Regions from separate parts of the Mus musculus genome. Here region 1 is linked to region 2. The links are chromatin contacts, called in public capture Hi-C maps. All regions are on one chromosome and are shown on one strand. Each heading gives the region's core, a stretch centred on a gene start, on an enhancer-like site or on the middle of the called end of the contact. The rest is flanking DNA. Distances are from core to core; before and after follow the strand shown. Region 1 overlaps Dyrk1a (dual-specificity tyrosine-(Y)-phosphorylation regulated kinase 1a). Region 2 overlaps Ttc3 (tetratricopeptide repeat domain 3).

Region 1 (4,664 bases), core at 1,696-4,195, 180 kb before region 2:
TTGTCAATAACTACATGGCAGTCAAGACTTTATTTCTTCTCTCTGAACAAACTCCCCATCCTGTTCCTCTCTACAGCAGAGAATGGAAGCCTGTGCTGTAATATCCGAAATGAATTCAAGACCACCCAGTACATTCCCCCTTCGAAAAGGACTTTCCAAACTGTACTAGCAGGCCAAGTGCAGGGCCAGATAAGGAAGCTGGCTGACTAAACAAATGTAAAAACATAGTTTTAGCAGTCAAAATGATTAAACCTGCAGCTACCAAAATAATATTAGCTATTCTCAAAGAAATAACCATAACAAGATTAGCAATTCTCCTGCCCCCCACCCCACACTGAATTCTGACAAAGACCTTGTTGCGAGAATCCCCGACATCCCCCTGACGTTAATAGCTGTGACGTTAATAGCTGTGACGTTAATAGCTGTGACGTTAATAGCTGTGACGTTAATAGCTGATTCATAAGTTCAAAATGTACTATTACTTTGCTGACCAAATCATAATAACCCACGTTGGGGGCAAGCAAAGTGAGGGACTAGGCCAAAGGGTTACTGAGTCACTATACAAACCAACCAATGCCTGAAAGGGTTACTTGCTACACCAATGAGAACCTTGTTGCTCAAATCTGCCCCTTACAAAGGTATAAAAAGTGTGTTCTTTCTCTGTTTTGGGTCTCTCCTCTGGCCTGTGTGATGAAAGAGGAGTCCCCAACATGTTGGATCAATAAAAATCCTCATGCATTTTGCAGCAATGGCGGCGGTCTCTGTGATCCTGTGAGTAAGGGTCTTTTGATAAACTCCAACAGTGCCTCATTCTGGACTGTTTCCTTTTGTGCACTGAACTTCTTCCCCTTGTAGATGTCTTTTCCACATGTCTTACACCTCATGTTGAAGGGGGCCATCAGCCATACCACATACTGCCGGTCCTTGGGTAACTTGAGTTTTGGGATCTTTGATGGGTCAAAGTCAGGTGGGTAGTATTTAAAACTTTCTGTTCCGACATCTCTGCTTCCTGTTCAACAAACAAGTGAAGAAGCTGTTCTCTTAGTCCTCGCAGAGTTTCTCTGATTACGGTAATTCTGCTTAGTCTGTAGTCCAACGAATAATGGGCAGCTGTGGATAGGAAGTCCAATCGTCTACCAGTTACTCAGTCCCTCAAGGCTACTTGTTTCAGCTGGTAGATTCCAACAGATGTGCTGGCAAGTAAATGCAAGCAGAAGAATTCTTGAGTGAATCTTCCTTCTTCCAATGACCTCATGTAGGTCTCCAGCAAAAGGTGTGGCCCAGGTTAAAGGTGTGTACCACCATGCCTGGATCTGTGACTTGCTTTGTCCCAGATGACCTTGAACTCAGAGATCTCCTTGCCTTAGTCTTCTGGGATTCATAGCCACTGTGCCTCAAGATCTCCGTGCCAAGATCCAGGTCAGAAGCTTCTATCTCCCAGCCTCAAGATCAGGATCACAGGTGAGCCTTCCAATTCTGGATTGCAGTTCATTCTGGATGTACTCAAGTTGACAACCAGGAATAGCCACTATACCCCCTGATACACAGGCAAAACTGTTCCACTTCAGGAAATATCCTTGCATTATTCTTGTTGCTGTATGATGAAACTTCTCTGCCTTTCTTCAGTAACTATTACTTTCTCTGGAATGTTTAGGGTATATACTTTGAAATTTAGTTTTGTTGAGTTGTAACATTTTTCTGCATGCAATTAACTACCTGCTTATCTAAAGAAATTTTCATTCTAAAGTTCAAACCTCTTTTTTGCACCATTTATTTATTCGAGGCAGGGACTTTTTCATCTGTTTCCCTGACACAGGGTACCGTGCATCCCAGGTTGGCTGAGGATGACAGGCTTCTGGCCCTCTGCTCTTCTTGCCTGCTCCTCCAAGTGCTCCAGCACAGCTCGGCTGGCCTGCTGGGCACAGCGCAGCGCAGCCTCACTCACAATGAGCAGTCACTCTGTCAACTCACCTAAACCTCCAGCACCTAGGTGGGGGTTTTCCCTCTTTTCTTTCCTCCATCAATCCTACAGATTCTCTGGGCTTTCTCTAAGACATCAGGTCAGCAGGCATTTTTTTCTGCTGTGTTTTTTTTAACTATCTACGTAATGCTCTGTTATTCAGTTTTTCCTTTTTAAACGGTTTTAAAGATTATTTTTATTTTATTTTATATATATGAGTGTTTTGTCTGCATGTATGTATGTATGTATGTATACCATGTATGTGCCTGATGTCCATGTAGGTTCTGGAATTACAGTTAAAGTGATTGTGAGCTGTCGTGTGGGTGTTGTGGGCTGCAGCCAATTCATTATGTGCTCTTAAGCACTAAGCATCTCTGCAGTCAGCATGACAGCTAGCATCGATAAATCCAGCACTTCACATACCAAGGCTGAAGATTTGGGGTTCCAAGCCATCCTGAGCTTGGATGCAATCAAAAACCTACGTCAAAATAACAATAACAACAACAACAACAACAAAAGCAGCAGCAACAAAGGTGGCAGTGCCGACGCTGACCTCTACACCAGTGAGGAATCTGCATACTTGTCTGATAATCTTTGCGAAAACGGTAAATCTATACAGCGTTATATAAAATGTACTGCTATGAGGGAACAGCGAGATGGCTCAGTGAGTGCAAACCATCTGAGTTTGATCCCTGCATCCCACAAGGTGGCAGTAGAGAACCTACTCCTGACCGCTGTCCTCTGACCTCCACACAGCAGACGTAAAACACTCCCGGGAGGCTGGGATTCTGTCCTCAGGAAGCATTCTCTCTCTCTCCTGTTCTCAGGAAGGAGGTCAAAATATAGATTAAAATAAATAAGATCTCCTGTATTTTCATCTTCCCCAATTTTCCTTTCTTTTGTCCAAGATGATTCCACAACTGCTCAATTGGAGTCTATTTACAATAGTCTCTGCTTTGGCCAGAAAGGCAGCTTTAACTGGTTTTGGGAATCAGGAAACGCATACACACTTTGTTGGCTTCTCTGATATTCTCAGACTCGCATGATATGCTTCTGTGGGAGTCTTTGCTGGTAAACTTGGAACTCTTGGGATTCTTATTAAGCCCACTGTGCTTCCTTTCTTCTGCACAAACCCTGATACCACACCACTGTGATAGTTACTACATTGCTCCTACCCACTTCTCTCTACTGTTTTCCACCAAGTATCGTAGATGCGTTTATGGCATTGGAGGTTTTACCCATCTAGGTGTTTTCTGCCCACTTTTAGAGGAAAAAGGAAGTACCTATGTTAAGCTGTAACTCTGTAGAACCCTCACAGTATTTTGTATGTGTATGTGCATATTCATGTGTGTCTGGTGCCTACCAAGGCCAGATGAAGTGCCAGATCCACTAGAACTGGAGCTCTGGGTGGGAATCACACCAGTGCCTTCTCAAAGAGCGGACTCACTTCGCCAGGCCCTCACTCTCTTAGGTGTACAATGGGCTGGTCGGTATTTGTCAACTTGATACAACCAGACATATCTGAGAAGAGGGGATGCTAATATAGAAAATGCCTCTGTAAGACTGGTCTAAAAGACCAATCTGTGGAGTACTGTCTTGATTACTGACTGAAGGAGGGGGACCTAGCCCACTGTGGGTGGGGCCACCCCTAGGGAGGTCATCCTGGATGGCTTAAGAAAGCAAACTAAACAAGTACAGCAGCAAGCACATTTCACCACTGCTTCTGCTTCAGGTGGTTCCTGACTTCCTTCATTGATAGACTACGATGTGAAACTGTAAGCTAAAATAAGCTCATTCCTCCCCAAGCTCCTTTTGGTCATCATATTTTATCACAAAAAAAAGAAGACACCTAACTAGACAGACATTTACAAATTGGCCTTAAAATAAAAATAAAACGCTATAAGGACCAGTAAAATGGAATTTCCCCAAAACCCACACTGTAGTGAAGAACTGGCTAAGGCACGTGATCTTCTGACGTCCACGGGCACACTGTGGCAGAAGAGCATACCCACACATAGATAACGTCATTTTAAACATGTAATGAAAGTAAACATCTGCTTTTTTCTAAATTTAGTAGAGGTCTTACTACGTGTCTGTGTTCAGATATTTTTAAAGATTTATTTATTATATGTAAGTACACTGTAGCTGTCTTCAGACACACCAGAAGAGGGCGTCAGATCTCATTACAGATGGTTGTGAGCCACCATGTGGTTGCTGGGATTTGAACTCAGGACCTTTGGAAGAGCAGTCAGAGCTCTTAACCACTGATCCATATCTCCAGCCCTCATATTTTTATTTTATACTATATTTCATAAAAAACTTTATACTGTGTATGCACATGACACAATCAGCATTGCTTCTGCTTAGAAAATAAAAGCTAAAATCACAAAACAAGACCTGAAAAGAAATGGCAAATAATGAGGACCAGACCCTGAAGAGTGCATGCAGCAGACCATGAGAGCGGCTTGTGCATGAACTCTGGTAAGATGGCAGCTCTCCTGGAGACCCTGCAGACACACGTGGAGCAAAGGGTTCTAAGCACAGCCCTGGCCTGTAACGCAGGAAAAGGAGCCGCCATGACTTTTCACCTTCTGTGTATCTGAAACAGCTGAGCAGACGCTGCACCTCATGCTCCAGACAGTGCTCTCCCTGCCAACCCGATACAGCACTCCCTGCAACAACACTGCCACCAGAGACCCCAGGA
Region 2 (4,110 bases), core at 733-3,232:
CCTTTCCCCTTTCCACCATCTGCATGAACTCAAACTCCCTTCAAGCCTGAGTCTGTTGGGACCTAGCCCCACAAAACTACTTTGCCTGAATGTCAGGCAATGTGTTGTTTGCAGAGACATGAAGATGGACATCCTCCAGTCTGTTGTACATGGAGTTCCAGGACAACCAACACTACACAGAGAAACTGTGTCAAATATAGAACAAACAAACAAACAAACAAAAGACGATCATCAGCAAAACAGCAGTGGTTCACTTTAAGACTAGATTTTCAGATTTAGAATTCCGTTTTCATTCATCTTCAGGCCTGAGTCATGAGAAATCCTACCAGTTTTTCTCATTCAGAGCACCTAATGAGCACTGTTTTGTATGTGCGCGTCTAACTGTGTAGCTCAGGATGGGCTTAGAACTTACTTCATTATGTTGCGTAATCTAGCTTCATCTTCTTCCTCAGCCTCCTGAGAGCTAATACTACCATGTCTAGCTTATTCATGTAACACTACAATGGCTTTTGGATTTTGGCAAGCCATTCCAGAAGGGAGTTTGAAAGTTATGTAATGTCCTTCCTGGAACACAATGACTGTCGATGAAAGCATCTTTAATAAAGCTGTGCAAAGTTTGGTTCAGGAAAGAAGAGTACAGCAGCACTACTTGAAGATGTGGACACATCTCCAGCATGATCTTGGCGATCTGCCTGGTCTGGTTCTGACATTCTGTTTCTATATTGTTTCCATTCTTGCCAGAATGTGCTTTCTTCTTCCTTCAGTATGTTTTCTTTTCTCCTTGCAGGAACTAGTCTATTTAGATTCTGATTTAGATTTTAACACTCTAAAAGGACAAAACAGTTTGAGTGTGGGCTTCAAAACAAGAATGTATGGTTCAAATGCTGGGCCTGTTCTTTGCCAGCTTTGATCATAGGCAGGTCACTCCACCACACTGTGTCTCAGTGTCCTTATCTGGACATACGGACACAGAAACATCACCTGTCCTCTGGAGATGAACAGATGAATAAAGGAGTTCTATGTCTAGGTCTGAGAATAGAAACTGACACACATCACTTTCAGTATGGGCTATGTTATCATCTAAATGTTTTTGTGTGACAGCTGCCAGCACTAAATTCTTATGTTGAAACTTAATCACCAATCTGACGGATTTAGAAAGAGGGTCCTTGGAGGTAGTCAGGACATGAGGATATACACTTGAGAATAGAATCTATGCTTGTGTTAATTTTAGAGAAGTATGTATGGGGCTACTTCACTCTTCCAACATGTGAGAACACAGTAAGATGGTGTTATCCATGAATGTACCAGGAAGCATGTGGCCTCTCTGACACAAGACCTCAGGCTCCAGAACTGTAAGGAATACTCCACTACTTTCCAGCTATTTTAATTTGGGGTATAGTGTTTTTGATAAATTTCTAGTTTCTTGTTTTCCAATTAACTAATTTTTAAAGTTTTATTTATGTTCATCAATGTTTTGCTGGCATACGTATGGCACCATGTGTGTGCCTAGCGCTCTCAGAAATGAGAAGAGGGCTTCAGATCTGTAACAACTGGAGTATGGATGGCTGTGAGCCACCATATGGTTGGTTTCTGGGAATCAAATCCAAGTCCTCTGCAAAAACAAGCATTCTTAACCTCTGAGTCATCCCTCCAGCTCAGATTTCCACAGTTTTTAAGTGCTTCATTTCAGCATCTTGCCTTGGATAGCCCAACTAGACCAAAACAGGATCTTATTAGTTCAGATTAGAAGAATTCCCCACCACTTAAAAGAATGTCTTCATGCTTCTTCACGCAGGAAGCACTTTATAAACTGAGCCCCACTAATTATATAAAATGGGTCAGTGTGACACTGTCACACCTCCATGTCGCATATTTTACTTTGTCTGTCTTATGATTTTACTCTAGTCTCTCCTTCCCCTATTCCTGTGACTTTAACATGGCTGAACTGAATTCTTAAGCTTTTAATTCCTACAGTCATAGCACTGACTCATGTTAGACTATCGTAATTGGTCCAGGAAGGGAAGAGAAGGGAGTAAACAAGACTATGTAAACTGGCTGAGTTTTAGTGCAAACGCTTGCATTACACCGAGGCAGTGATGAGCTATACTCACCTATGGTCTTCTGGAGTGACAGCCTCACTGCTCGGTGCTACTGATGCAGCTCCAGATCCCACTAACATTGGCTGGGTTAAAAGAAAACAAAATAGGAATGACATTTTACCCTAAAAATGATGAAATTCTAGCATAAATGACAAAAATAGTCTACCTTAAAAATAACAGTATTCTACTCTAAAATGCCATGGAAGAAAAAAACCCACCACTGGATTTAATGAGAATTTATATAAACACAAAAATGCCAAATGTCAACACTGAAAAGCATACTCCGTTTCTTATAAAAAGAATACAGTATTAAAAAATTTTAACAGCCAGAAATAGATTGAAATTAAAACTTTGGTAGTTTCCAATTATTTCAAAAGTGTAAATGTGTCTGTAACTTAATGTAAATAAAACTCTCATTTTCAAAGACACAACAGTAAGCTGTGTGGAAACTTCCACTTGCTTGTACCCCTTGCTCACTCTTTCTTACCCGTCTCCCACATAATCCTCCCTCCTAGCTAGAGCCATGAAGATCTCCCCTCCCCATTAAAAATAATGCTCTTCTGTCACCCGTGCTTGGAGTGACAGTGAAAAGAAGGATAAGCCCCTGGCAATCCTGAGGTCATTAGGATGGCTGGAATTCATCACTTTTGACTATTTTAGATAAACATCTGAACAGAAATAACTAATCAAAGAAGTTCTGAACACTGTAAAAACAAATACCTTCATATTTGCTCATAAAACTCAGTTAAGAGATACAATTACTAAGTGTGTCCTAGCTATATACAGGTCATTAACTTTCTTTTCCATATGTGCATGAGTTCCATAAAGTGCACATTGTATGGTTTTTGTGGGTGCCCTGGCACATGTGTGTGCACTGGGAACTGCCGACGATTAAGTTTCAGGGAACTGGCCACACCTGGCTGTTTATTACAGGTGCTCAAGAGCCAGGACAGAGACCGACCATCTGACCCACAGCCTTCCTGCCTACTGTTCTACTGTCCCCTCATGTGGCCTCGCATGTGTTCCTACACAAGAATCTAGAAAATAAAGAGCAATGAAGACTTAAAGGAGAAACTCAGTATCTTTAAAGTCATTTTACAAGATGCTTCAAAAGTTCCCAGAGCAGTTTCTTTCTCACTAACACTCAAGACAGAGACTCAAGAGTCACTGCAGAAGGTACCCTTACCTTTGAATCTTTTGGCTTCTTTTTCTTGCCTTTGTTTTTTACCTTGATACAACCAAACTAAAAAGATGAAGAAAAAAAAAATCAGTGAATCCTCATATAGTAGAATCATAAATTGCAACAAAAGCGGCCACTTCCATTCTCCTTGACTAGTCATATATTAAGTATATAGTGTTTAGCAAAAGCAGTCAGTCACACAGTGAGCACACTCCTACAAGTACCACTAAGAGCTTAATGACACCTCATGTTACAAGTAAAATGGCTCCAACATTTTAACCTCGACTTCTACAGGGCTTATGTTATTTCAGATAAAGAATCCGACTTTTAGGTAATTCTGATGTGCACGACAACAGTATTTTACAGACACTCCTTTCACTAATAAGTAAACCAGACATCCTGTTTGTGGTCAGACACTGGACAAAAACAACAAATGAGCCGGGCGGTGGTGGTGCTCGCCTTTAATCCCAGCACTCGGGAGGCAGAGGCAGGAAGATTTCTGAGTTCGAGGCCAGCCTGGTCTACACAGAGAAACCCTGTCTAGAACCCCATACCCACCTCACCACCCACAAAAGAAAAAAAAATCACACAAAAAAACCAGCAAATGAAGAGATTCACCTTCTCACAAGGTTTGCTCACTGTTTTTCCACACTCGGCAAGACATATGTACTAGAGAAGTTTAAGACACGTTTCAAGGACAGATTATCCTCAGGCTGGCAAACATGCCTGCTTCTCTTCATGCTTGTCAACTGAAGAGTTCCTAACCTCCTGGAGAGCATGAAGAGCCACAGACCACTCTGCAGCTCTCAGTTAAACCAACAGGGGCTCCTT

Evidence for each region. Capture Hi-C pulls out chosen DNA fragments and counts their contacts.
Region 1: a contact with region 2 is called in a capture Hi-C map of embryonic stem cells, with 3 times the contacts expected there. The contact joins two enhancer-like sites. A contact is called at or near these places in 7 of 39 promoter capture datasets (the C10 cell line, cranial neural crest, embryonic stem cells and 3 more), 2 of 15 datasets of contacts at CTCF or cohesin (the NIH/3T3 cell line and large pre-B cells), 7 of 484 Hi-C or Micro-C datasets (the G1E-ER4 cell line, the HPC-7 cell line, bone marrow-derived dendritic cells and 4 more), 2 of 115 datasets of contacts at active chromatin or transcription factors (the HPC-7 cell line and bone marrow-derived macrophages) and 4 of 9 other capture datasets (adipose tissue, embryonic stem cells, liver and 1 more).

Annotation. Positions count from the first base shown.
Region 1 is chr16:94,616,717-94,621,380 of GRCm38.p6, reverse strand. The region is part of intron 2 of Dyrk1a (dual-specificity tyrosine-(Y)-phosphorylation regulated kinase 1a); the gene reads right to left. Among named protein-coding and RNA genes, the nearest start is that of Dyrk1a, 49 kb to the right of the region's middle. Within about 2 kb of position 2,945, at least 35 of the 459 cell types and tissues checked have an H3K27ac peak or open chromatin away from gene starts, as enhancers often do.
Region 2 is chr16:94,433,548-94,437,657 of GRCm38.p6, reverse strand. It overlaps Ttc3 (tetratricopeptide repeat domain 3), which reads right to left. Exons shown (of 46, transcript NM_009441.2): 30 at 3,286-3,342; 31 at 2,112-2,182. Among named protein-coding and RNA genes, the nearest start is that of Gm23692, 6.5 kb to the right of the region's middle. Within about 2 kb of position 1,982, at least 55 of the 459 cell types and tissues checked have an H3K27ac peak or open chromatin away from gene starts, as enhancers often do.